3 separate regions of the Mus musculus genome follow, and all the other regions are linked to region 3. Evidence: chromatin contacts called from public Hi-C and Micro-C data. All regions are on one chromosome and are shown on one strand. Each heading gives the region's core, a stretch centred on a gene start, on an enhancer-like site or on the middle of the called end of the contact. The rest is flanking DNA. Distances are from core to core; before and after follow the strand shown. Region 1 overlaps Gm31724 (a long non-coding RNA gene). Region 2 has its middle 19 kb from the start of Gm11691. Region 3 holds the start of Cpsf4l (cleavage and polyadenylation specific factor 4-like).

Region 1 (3,560 bases), core at 806-3,305, 830 kb after region 3:
AGTTGTCCTCTGCCTCTCAGAGACGATGCTATCGTATATGCTTCTTCCCTCGTCTACGAGAAATAAATAAAAATTAGGGGAAATCCCCACAAGACCGGTAAAGTCGTTTTAAGAGGAAGAAATGGGTATATATTTAATATTAAATATTTCTGGGTATGAAGTTGAGATGCTGAGAGTTCCAATTTGCAAATTCACAGCTCTTCCTATAAAATTATGTCTCCGAGTTAAGAGGTGTCGAGGGCAAGTGGGCATTTAAAGTACAGAGAGAACTTTAACAGCTTTCGCTTCTACTGAGTGTCTTTTGCATATGGGGTAGGAGATGGTATAAAAGGTCATTCATAACTATCTTTTTAAAGGTCATCTTTATTGCGATTGAGCAAAGTGCACACATTTATTTTTAAAATACTGTGCACTGGAGTTTCTGGCAATGGGGGTGTGGCAGCTGGCAAGGTCACTCTTTAAGTCTCACTAGCCCAGGCCGTAGCAAAGCTATTCCCTCCAAGAATCTCAAGGTCCCAGGTTCTTTTAGTTGAGACTTTTGTGCTCACAGAACAACTGTGTGCCAGGGTGTTTTTATCTTGACTGACTTAGACTATGCATACCCTGCCATTGGTCTCATCCATTAAACTGCGCCAGACCAATCACCAACAGTGACACCATGTGGTCGTGAGAAGTAATTGCAGTAATAGAAGACTAGATAGCCTGTTAGCCAAATCTCAGATCACAGAGCAGGGCTGGGTGTGAGTGCTGACATCCTCTGATGAATCAGTGTGAAAGGGGCCATAAGGGGGACATTTGGAGTATTTTGAGGATTTTGAGGATTCTGGTTTAAAAAAAAAAATGGAGGGAAAAGAAAAATCTGTACTCTGCATCCCAGAGTGAACAGCACATTTGGTTTCCAGAAAGCATCCAGGACAGGACAGCAGTTAAGGGTCAAGAGGTCTGGGGAGTTGTAGAGCTGGCTCAACATTAAGATCATGTGCTACTTGTGGTGGTTTCAAAAAGAATATCCAATAAAGATACAGGCTCATATATTTGAATTCTTGGTCCCCAGTTAATGGAACACTGTGGGAAGGATTAGAAGGTGTGGCCTTGTTGGACATGTGTCACTGGAGATGAGCTTTGGGATTTCAAAGGCCCACCCTATTCCCAGTTAGCTTGGAGCCTTCCTACTATCAGATGGATGGTCCACCACAGCATCCATTTGGTGAGTGAGATAAGAGGAAGTCTCCTGCTTCAGTGCAGCAGGAAGAGCCCTGCTGGGAAACTCAGATGGTGCTCATGTAGGTTGCCAAATCCAGGGGCACTTCCAGACCACCTGCAAAGCAGCTCTTATCCCCCACCCCCACCCCACCCCTAGGTCCTGCTGGAGCACACTCTTGACTTCCACCTGAGCACCCACACTAACCCTTCTCTTGAGAAACTGCAGGGCTGTGGACCATTGGAGGAAGCCTGATAAGGTTGAACTAAAGCCCAGGAGGCCTTGAAGGGACGGTAGGAACTTTGCCGGCTCCTGGCACCAGGTCCCTATCACATAGCTGCGGCCTCCCCACAGAGAGATTTGTGGCCCACAGTCAGGTACGGACAACACCCCAAGCCCTTCCACTAGTAGATGAGGCATCCCTAACACCTCAGACCAAAACAATAGGCAAAGAGACTTGATCTGTGGTCACATAGGCTCATGACAGCATTCTCCATGCTAATGAGATACCTAGAGGCCTGGAGGGCAGAGCCAATAAGTTTCCCTTCCTACACATTCTTCACCACCAAACCTGCCACCAAACTAAGGACTCTCCCCACTGGGACAAGCTGAAACGCCCCTTCTCCCCGCACCCCCCCACACACATACTTCAAACTAGACCCAGCCCACTGGCCCCCATTTCTTTCTCAGCTTTTCCGTGACTCTCAGCAGCGCCTGGATGTCAAAGACCCTGAGAACCCCACAGCCCCGGCTTCATTGAAGGCCTGGGGACTCCTGGACCAGCTCTGGCTTTCCCACCCCCACAGCGGTGCCTCGGCTCCTCCCTACAGCCCAGCATCTGCGTGGGATAAGCACAGTCAAACTCCCCACCTTCTGCCTCTCCAATCAGCCGCGCCCTATGGCGGAGCGGACACAGGCCTCACCCTGTGAAACTACAAGTGAGGCAGGACCTCGAAAATGACGATGAGAAACGTTGGGGTCAGACAGTTTGAGCTTGAAGGAACTTCCGGAAGTTTCTCTAGGTATCGTAGCTGACAGACAAGGAACCCCAGGTCAGCAGGGAGGTCACGTCAAACAAGCCTCTCAGGGAAATGAGAACCATGGTGGGCGGAGCTAACCTCAGTTGACCTGGCTCACCCAGCATTCTCATTTCTGCCCCTCCTCCTCCTCCCAGCACCACCTTGGCCAAGGGCCCCTCTTGGTACAGCATGACCAACTGTTGGCAGCCGAATGAGGTAAATGAGCAGACTGACATGTTAGAGGCCCCTCTGCTCATCCCTCCCACCCTCCTGAACAGGGCTTCCAGGATCTGAGCCCACAGGGTAATCCCCCCCACCCCCACCCCCCACCCCCACCCCCCGAGTTTCCAAATACCAGGCGCACTCTGGAAGCTCTGGCGGCAAGAGTGCCGATTGTGGGGATTTGGGTTGAGCTGGGAGAAGGAGCCAAGGGACCAAGGTCCAGACTTGGTTTCCCAGGGGATTGGCTGGGGATGAAATGAGCTTGGTGTGTCAAAGCTGGATCCAGCTCAGAGATAAACCCCTTCCTTAGAGGGAGAATAGACAGCTGTTTCAGAGGAGAGTTTACAGGGTGTGTGTTAGGGCTTTTCAATGCTCTCTTCCCAAGTCGTCCTGTCTTCCCAATCCTTTCATTCCCCCCTCTGTCTCCATCCTTATCCCCTTCCCTGTCCCCTGTCTGGTCCCGTCCCCATCCCCCATCCCTCGTCGTCCCCCCCCCCCCCCCGACTCCCGTCCCCGTCCCGCCCCCCCCCCCGACTCCCGTCCCCGTCCCGCCCCCCCCTCCCATCCCCGTCCCGCCGTCCCCCCCCCCCCTGCATGCTTCTCCTCTGACAAGCAGCTAAGCAGGAGTGTATCAACTTGGCCTGCTAATTAAGTCTGGCCTTGCAATATGTTCTGGGGAAGACTGAAGATCAGAGGGGCCAGACACCTAGCTTAAGTTCAGGGGCCACATCACCTCTGTAACTGAGTCCCTTACCGGCCAGGCAAGCCTACACAGCTCTAAGTCTCTGCATTCTGATTTCGCCGCCTGCAAAACAGTCAAATGGCTTCACCTATGCAGAGATTTTCCTTGTCTTTTAAACATGTGTGGGCATGGTGGAGTGGGACAGTATGTGCACGGGAGTGTGGGTAACCCCTCAAAGGCCAGGGGTGTCCGATCGGTGGGTCGTGAGATGCCTCAAATGGGTGCTGGGTTCTGAACTTTGTCTCTGCAAGAACAGCAAGTGCTCTTAACTGCACTTAACTCTCCAGCCCCTCTACCATCTTTTCTTGGAGGGAGGGAAGGAAGTAGGGAGGGAGGGAGAGAGAGAGAGAGAGACTGTCTCTGTTTCTCTGTGTCT
Region 2 (3,548 bases), core at 353-2,852, 560 kb after region 3:
AAGAAAAGAAAGAAGAGGAAAGCTATCCTGATGGCGAAAATCAAACTTGCTGCAAGGAACTGGATGCCCTTAGTCAGCAGGCTGTAGTCTCCTTTACAACCCCTGGCTTTACTTGGGTATCTCTTTCCTCTCTCTCTATCCTTTTCTCTCTTTTATCCAGTGTTAGTGGGTGGAGAAGGATAGAAAAAAAGAACAACCCACAAAGTCGCAAACACAGCTACAGTTTTTCATTAAATAAGCAAACGAGGTGAGATGATGACAAACACTACCTGATAATGACCTGTGACCTCCACATACATGTGCCCACATCGTGCACCTGAACACAGGCACGCACCCACACACCAGATACCAGATCCCTAAGGATAAAGTGGCAGGCTGCTCAGATATCTGATCCTCCCTCAAGGGACTCCAGTTACTTGCTCTATATCCAGAGCCACCCACCCAAAGAAACCAAAAGCAAAATCAAGACACCATAACAGAATGTTCTTCTGTACACATCTCCCTCGGTATTCTCTCAGGTACCCCAAGACCCTGCCTTTCCATCTGCCACCAGGACCCATAGATTAAGTCACTTCAGAGGTATGGAGTGTTTTTGTGCTCTCCTCCCATCCTTCTTAAAGCCTCACACCAGTCAAAGTGACCCCTAGAGGTCCAGTGCCGGGGAAGACCTGAGTCCTGTTCAGCTATCTCTGTCACATTCCACTGCAGCAAACCTCAGGGTTGGCCTGTGAGCCAACCAGGTAACAGCAGAGAAGGACCATGGGTTCTCTGTACCCTGCCCTTGAGAAGTTTGGAAGGGCCATAGTGCGGGCGGCTGTCTTGTTCTCTCTACCCACGGCTCTGCTCTAACCCCTGGAATGGTCCAGCTCTGATGCCCTGATCCTGAGGCAGTCCTGCTGTCTTTCCCCCTCTATCCAAGGTAGAGGACAGCCCACATGCAGCATCCACCAAGTGTTAAATTGCTTCTCTGTGTGGCTGGTCCAGCTTGGCTCTCCAGCTCTAGAGCCAGCCTCTAAACCATCCTGCCCCTGAGCAAGCAGAGAAGACTCTGGCCAGTGGGACAGTGAAGGGAGGTAGACACCGGACAATAGATGCCTGGTAGGAAGCACTTGGTCCCCAGAGTCAAGCTGCTGGGGTGGGACAGGAGAGCCAGGATGGTGTCACAGAGATCTGGCATGGTCCTGGAGCCAGAGGACGGAAGGGTGAGAGCCGTTCCAGGCAGTTGGGCATGTTGCATAATTACAGGAGAAAAATTAGGCAGGAGCCTGGCTCTCTCTACCTCTGTCTGAGTGATCATCACCCTTATTATAAAGCAACTAATTATTAGCCTGGCTCATTAGCAATTATAAATCTCTAACTCCAGAACTTCATTAAAATATGACAAGTTGGCACTCAATTATTTTGCCAACTGCCTGGCTCGTGCACAGCATTTGCACACCCAGCTCCTGTGGTTCAGAGGCAAAGGGTTGGCAGTTAGGTCCCAGGGATGGGTTGTTACACCGAGACTTGGGAAGTGGAGGGGGATGCTATACACTGCTTTGTATCCAGACACCTATGTGTCCTTACAGTGGCTCAGCTCCGACACCCTGAGACTCGAGAAGTGGAGGGAGATGGTATACAGCCCCCTCCCTGTGTCTTCCAGTAAAAATAGAAACAACACACTTATGGAGAATATCTGCATGCCAACTTCTTGGCGTGCCTTATGGCACCGAATTCCTCAGGCACCGCATGGAGCTTGGAGGTATGGTTGATCTTTACTTACCAATGTGGAGCCCAGGGTCCAATGCTGTGATGTAGAGGTCATGGACAGCCAGCTCAGAGAAAGAATCTAGGCTGGGTTTCCTCAAGGCTCACACACACAATGCTCTCTCAGCCTCCACCTTTCAATTACAAATCTCCCTGGCTCTAAAGAGAAGGCTGACTTTGCAGGTAGAGTATATGCTACACATTATGAAGACCAGAGTTCGATCCCTGCAACCTGCATAAAAATGATGGGTATAGTGGTTCATGCTTGTAATCCCAGAAGAGGCACTGCATTGAGCTCCTGGGCCTCACTGGATGCAGTCAAGCTTAATTGGTGAGACCTAGAACAATGAGAGACATTAAAGGGGGTGGGTAGAGTCCCTCAGATGACAACTGAGGTTGTCCTCTGGCCTACACACCCAGCCCCTAGACCCTACAATAAAGGGCAAGGAAGGTAATGCTCAGGGCCCCCTCCACATGTAAGCACTTGCTGCCAGTTGCCTGAGGGAGAGCAAACCTCACGAGCCTTAGCAGTGTGTGGCGTGTAGGAGGCAGAGGGCCTAATCCTTCCCATTCCCAGTGATGGCGATTTTCCTTTCCCAGTAACTAGACTCACCATGATTCTCCCAAGAGACCATGAAGGGGCTTTTGGCCTTTGCAGTTGAGCCCCAGAGCCTAGCAAGGGGCACACAAGTAACACTTGGGGGTTAACATGGCCCCAGGAAGCAGACACTATGGAAGAGATTCTGACTCCCTTAGGGTCTGTTAACTGGTTCAAAGCAGAAATGGAGGCCTTTGCATCTTAGTGAGCTCTCTAACACTAAGGTACTCAAGAGAGACAGGGTGATCCCCCTTTAGGAACCAGGCAATAGAAAGATGAATGACGGTCGCACAGTAGCCAACAATCTGATGAGAGAGGTCCCATCCTTGGGGAAGGATCTGGAGGCACAGAGCTTAAAGAACTGCTCAAGGTCACGCAGATCCAGGGCTCACTTGGGCTGAGCCAATTGCAGTGCCTTGTGCTTATGGATATTCTCAACCCTCCCTCTGGACAGCAACCCAGACTGGACCACAAGGGTTCCAGCTCCTTGAGATGCTCACATTCTACTAGAAGATAACTAAATGTCCCCAACCCCTGGGCTCCAGCCTGAATGCCACCCCGCAACAAAGCTGATGCTAAAATGTCATCTCCAGGAGCTCGATGTAGCTCCGTTAGTAGAGTGCACACCTAGCATGCATGAACTCCTGGGTTCCGTGCCCAACACTACATAAAACCAGGGGTGATTGTACAAGCCTGTATTGCCGTAACAACGGGCCGTCGAAGGAGAAGCATTGGAAGTTCACGGTCATCCTTGGCAACACAGTGAGTTTGAAGCTAGCTTGGGCTACCTAAGAGTATGTTGAAGGAAGAAAAGAAGGGATACATTAGTAAGGTTGAACGGTATGGGCATGGGACCCTAATCTAATAGGCTATGGCTATGTCTGTCTGGTTTTGACTGGGAATAGAACCTAGGGTCCCTCATATCCTAGACAAGGGCTCTATCCCTGAGCTACATTCCCAGCTCAGGTCTAAGGCTTTAATAGGCCTAAGTTGGGATATTTAGTGTCTACCACATGCTGCCCTGACCTCCACAAGACTATGGGGATGGACCCACCAAGTCTGAGCTTCCTTGCCTTCAGAACTGGGGCTGAAGGAAACTCTGTCTTCAAAGTTACTCAGTCTATGGTACTTAGTTACAGCAATGGAAAGCAGAGTGAGACTCATGGCCGTGTGCTGGAAGACCTTTCCATCTCAGCATCCAGAC
Region 3 (4,067 bases), core at 1,036-3,535:
CTTTAAAAAAAAATCTTATGAGCCGGGCGTGGTGGCGCACGCCTTTAGTCCCAGCACTCGGGAGGCAGAGGCAGGTGGATTTCTGAGTTCGAGGCCAGCCTGGTCTACAGAGTGAGTTCCAGGACAGCCAGGGTTACACAGAGAAACCCTGTCTCAAAAAACCAAAAAAAAAAAAAAAAAAAAAAAAAAAAAAATTCTTATGTGTTTGTGTGTTTGTGTGTGTGTGTGTGTATGTATGTATGTATGTACGTGCTTGCGTGCCGAAGCCCTCAGAGGTCAGAAGTGCCATCAGATCTATAACTGCAGACAGTTGTGAGCTGCCAGGTGGGTGCTGGGAACTGAACCAGGGTCCTCTGCAAGAGAAGCAGATGCCTGTAACTGCTGAGTCGTCTCTCTCAGTCTTTGAAACAGGGTCTCGAGTAGCCCAGGCTGGTCTCAAATTCACTATGTTTCCAAGAATGAGCTTGGAATTCTGACCTTTCTGCCTCCAACTTCGAAGTGCGGAGACTACGGGCCTGCATCGCCAGCCGGAGATCATGAGCTTGCTGCAGGCTAGGCAAGTGATCTACCCACGCACTGCAGGCCTCCTTGGCGTGAGTTCACGACTTCAAATATTAAGGACAACACAGGCATGACATGGGTGACTCTAACAGTGGCCACACACTAGAAACATTACATTTGACCACCTCGGTATCTTTATTCAGCAGACACTGCCACTGGAAGGGAGGGCTATGTCTAAGCAAGGCTTGTTTCCATGCGTGACAAGGACATCCTCTTTGAATGCCCCCTGGCCTGCCTGCATGACTCTGTCTGTCTGTCTGTCTCTCTGTCTCACACACACACACACACACACACACACACTCCTGGCTGGCCATTCCTTGGGCTCTGGCTTTCCTCAGTAGCAGCTTTCTCTTTGAGCTGTGGCTCACTCACTCTGTAATGGACCTCGAAGGTTCTGGTTTCCCGGGGCCTGGATGGCCAGTGAGCTCCTCTTCTTCTCATGCAATCATCCCGAAAGGGCTCCAGGTCCTCTCTGCCCCACCCCCAGCCTCCTGACTTATAGGAACCGAATATTAAGGCTCTCCACGGCAGGCCCCTTAAGACTCTCTTCACCTGAGTCCATAGCCGGGCTTCAGGGTGAATTAGAAACACTACTGTTAGGGGTTAGGTATGTAGACCACTGTATGTTGCTATTGGAGGAACCTCAAAGTGACCTCCAATCCAGAAAAGAAGACCAGTAGCCAGGGTGGGGTTCAAATCAGAGACTTCTGTCATAAACTAGCTAAGGTATGTCGTCGCACAGGTGAGCAGCCTTGAGCAGATAATAATATGACCGTAGTTAGGAATTGAGAGTGTGAGCCTTGTGTGGTGACCCTCAGCATAATAAAACACAACTTCTGTGGTACCAACTACACATGGCTGGCTACCTTCTTGCTCATGACAGAGGCTGGATCCTATCTAGTCCAGGAGCCAAGCTCACACTACGTCCTAGTCCCCAGCTGAACCCAGCATGGTCCCCACAGCCGTTCCTGTCCCGGCCCAGCCCAGGCCTGACTCACTCACCTTTCACACAGAGCCCTTTAGCGAAGAAGTTGCACACAGCTGAACTGGACTCTGGAGGAGAAAGAAACCGGAGGAGAAGGTGGCGTTCCCAGAGCTGGAGCCTTGCGGCAAGTCCCACCTAAGCCTCCGGGCTTGGAGCTGCGTGGGCCCCGACTACTCTCTCTGGCTGGGCTTTGGAGTTTTGTTGTTTACCTGTTCCTTTGCCCGTCTGTTTATGCAACTGTCTCGCCCTGTAGTTCAGGTTGGACAGAACCGCCACAATCCTCCCGCCTGCCTCTCAGCCCCTTGGCGGCCCCAGTCCACCATCAAAACCAGTTCTCATTTGTCTCCGTCTGTGGAGGCTGAGTCAACGGGGTACCCTCTTCCGAAACCCTTCCCCCACCGCCCAGAACCAGTCTCTAAATTCCACTTAAACTCAGCCCACCTCTGAGGCAGGAGGTGGAAGGTTTCGGGGGCACCCAGGGAGCTCTGGCAGCTCGGAAGTCTGCCTTTCTATCCCGGGCAGTGAATACCCAGAAGCTGTGTGGGAGAGACGCACAGCACCTCCAGGACCTGAGCAGGGGACACAGGCATCGCCACTCACTGTCCATGCCCTGGAAAGGCAGTAGCCCAGTGCCCTTCTGCGATTCCACATCCAGCTCAAAGGCGAACGTGAACCCTTGCAGCCCGGCAATGACCTCCTCCATCTTCCGTCTCCCGCCGGAAAAGCAGAAAGAGCCAAGATGCCAGAACCCCCGCAGGTGGCTCCTATATAGCCCATCCGCACCTAATCCTAATTAACGGGGCCAGGCCCTATCTGATGCTGGCCCCTCTTTCTCACCCTCTCAGGTCACCTCTTCCTTCAAGGGGCCAGGTGACTGCACGTGACTTTCTGGCTGAGTGTACCCCCAGAGGCTCCTCGGCTGCCTCAGCCCTCCCACCCACCCATGCAGGTGCAGGCCTTCCAGGGCCCCACACCCCCACACTGTTCACACAACCCCCATCCTCAGCTGGGGAAGGGATTGGCAAAGACTCACACCTGCTTATCTCTGCCGATCACAGAACAGAGCCGTTGCCAAACCAGTGTCCCATTGTATGTGTGGGGATATAACTACCCATTGATGCGAACCTACTGCATACAGCGATGCCCAGGTGTTGGGTGGAGTGGGATGGGGGTAGTCAGAGGGTGTGTGGGACAGAGGAAAGGTTCCTCCACTAGGTCCCAGCCACTCTCCCTCCCACCAGGCCCTCTGAGCCTCTTTTCTAGACGGAATGACAAACCCCAAGCGTGCTCTTCCTGGAAGGGGGGTGGGGGGGGACAAAAGGAATGCAGGCCAGAAGCATCGGAAACAGTTCCATGAAGGGCCCTTTGTTTACCCCGCAGGCAATCACAATGGTAAGCTCCGAAGGAGGTGGAACCGACCCAAGGCTGGGGGTGACCTCCCAGCGAGGAATCCACTGGGCCACCCCAGAGCCTCCCTTACCCGGAGAAAATGCTTTGTAAATGAAATATCCATGCAAATGTTGTTTTATTATTATTAGGCCAACCCTGCCCTGAAGGGCTGAGGACCTCAGAATCGGCTTTCTTAGGAGCATTTTTAAAGCTCTAATTAAACCAGGCTATTTCCTTCCCCCTCCTGGGTCCTGAAGTGGCCTGGCCTCTCCAGGAGCCACTGTTACCAGGACATGTGGGCTTTTTAGGCCCTAGGAACTAGAACTAGAGACATCTCCTCCCCGGGACCCAGCGGGGAGAGGTAAGCTTGGCGCTGCAGGCCTGTGGCTGAGCCGACAGGATCCAGCCTGCCAGCTTTGTTTCCTGCGGCTGTTATGCCTAGATCTGTTGTTCTTTTGAACTCCAGATCTGAAAAGACAGCAGCTGGAGAGATAGATCCGCGCTGGGAATGGCCTTGGAGCTGGGTGGGGCTGGAGTAAGAGTAGCCTGGGATCACCCTGTACCCGGGACTGTAGGCAGAATGGCTGTCTAGGGCTGGAGATCAAGGGTCCCTGGGGAAGAGGCTCTTGCATCTCTTGACCCTATCCTTAGGTATTGATTAGGTCCTTGGTCTGTCACCTTGGGATTATTTGAGAGTCCCATGGGTCTGCTAGAGAAGGCAGAGGGGGCAACCAAGGTGCGGAAAGCTCAAGGGCACACTGCAGAGCCACGTCCTGGAGGTCACTGCCATGGGTGGGGGCTTGGGGGGCTGGAGGGACACTCAGGCTATGGGGCAGAAACAACACTGGACAGAATACGGGTTGGATGGAGGGATGAGGGCAAGGAAAGGTGGCAGAGAGTATGTTAGGAGAAAAATCTGGTGATGATGGGGGGGGGGGGGGCTTTGTCCAGAAGAGGGGCCTGACCAAGACTCAAGCAAAAACAAGCATTCAGAGAAGAAAGGGTGCAGTGGGCAGTAGGCTGGGAGGTGGAGGAGGGGAGGAGTCCTAGGCCACTTCAGAGGTTTGGATTGTTTTGTTTTGTTGTTTTGTTTTTGAGACAAGGCCTTTCTCTACTTAGCCCTGACCAACCC

Evidence for each region. A called contact is a pair of places that touch in the nucleus more often than the background predicts.
Region 1: a Micro-C map of embryonic stem cells shows a contact between it and region 3, with 1.6 times the contacts expected there. The contact joins the enhancer-like site here to the promoter of Cpsf4l in region 3. A contact is called at or near these places in 1 of 39 promoter capture datasets (embryonic stem cells), 1 of 484 Hi-C or Micro-C datasets (embryonic stem cells), 3 of 115 datasets of contacts at active chromatin or transcription factors (astrocytes and embryonic stem cells) and 1 of 9 other capture datasets (embryonic stem cells).
Region 2: a Hi-C map of cortical neurons shows a contact between it and region 3, with 4 times the contacts expected there. The contact joins the enhancer-like site here to the promoter of Cpsf4l in region 3. A contact is called at or near these places in 5 of 484 Hi-C or Micro-C datasets (B cells, cerebral cortex, cortical neurons and 1 more).

The regions. Positions count from the first base shown.
Region 1 is chr11:114,540,051-114,543,610 of GRCm38.p6, forward strand. The region is part of intron 2 of Gm31724 (a long non-coding RNA gene); the gene reads right to left. Among named protein-coding and RNA genes, the nearest start is that of Gm39472, 53 kb to the left of the region's middle. Within about 2 kb of position 2,056, at least 11 of the 459 cell types and tissues checked have an H3K27ac peak or open chromatin away from gene starts, as enhancers often do. A contact at or near this core is called in embryonic stem cells, where this site is marked.
Region 2 is chr11:114,269,304-114,272,851 of GRCm38.p6, forward strand. No RefSeq gene overlaps it. Among named protein-coding and RNA genes, the nearest start is that of Gm11691, 19 kb to the left of the region's middle. Within about 2 kb of position 1,603, at least 7 of the 459 cell types and tissues checked have an H3K27ac peak or open chromatin away from gene starts, as enhancers often do. A contact at or near this core is called in cortical neurons, where this site is marked.
Region 3 is chr11:113,707,241-113,711,307 of GRCm38.p6, forward strand. Cpsf4l (cleavage and polyadenylation specific factor 4-like) reads right to left here and starts at 2,286. Exons shown (of 8, transcript NM_026682.2): 1 at 2,147-2,286; 2 at 1,564-1,614. The coding sequence starts at 2,249.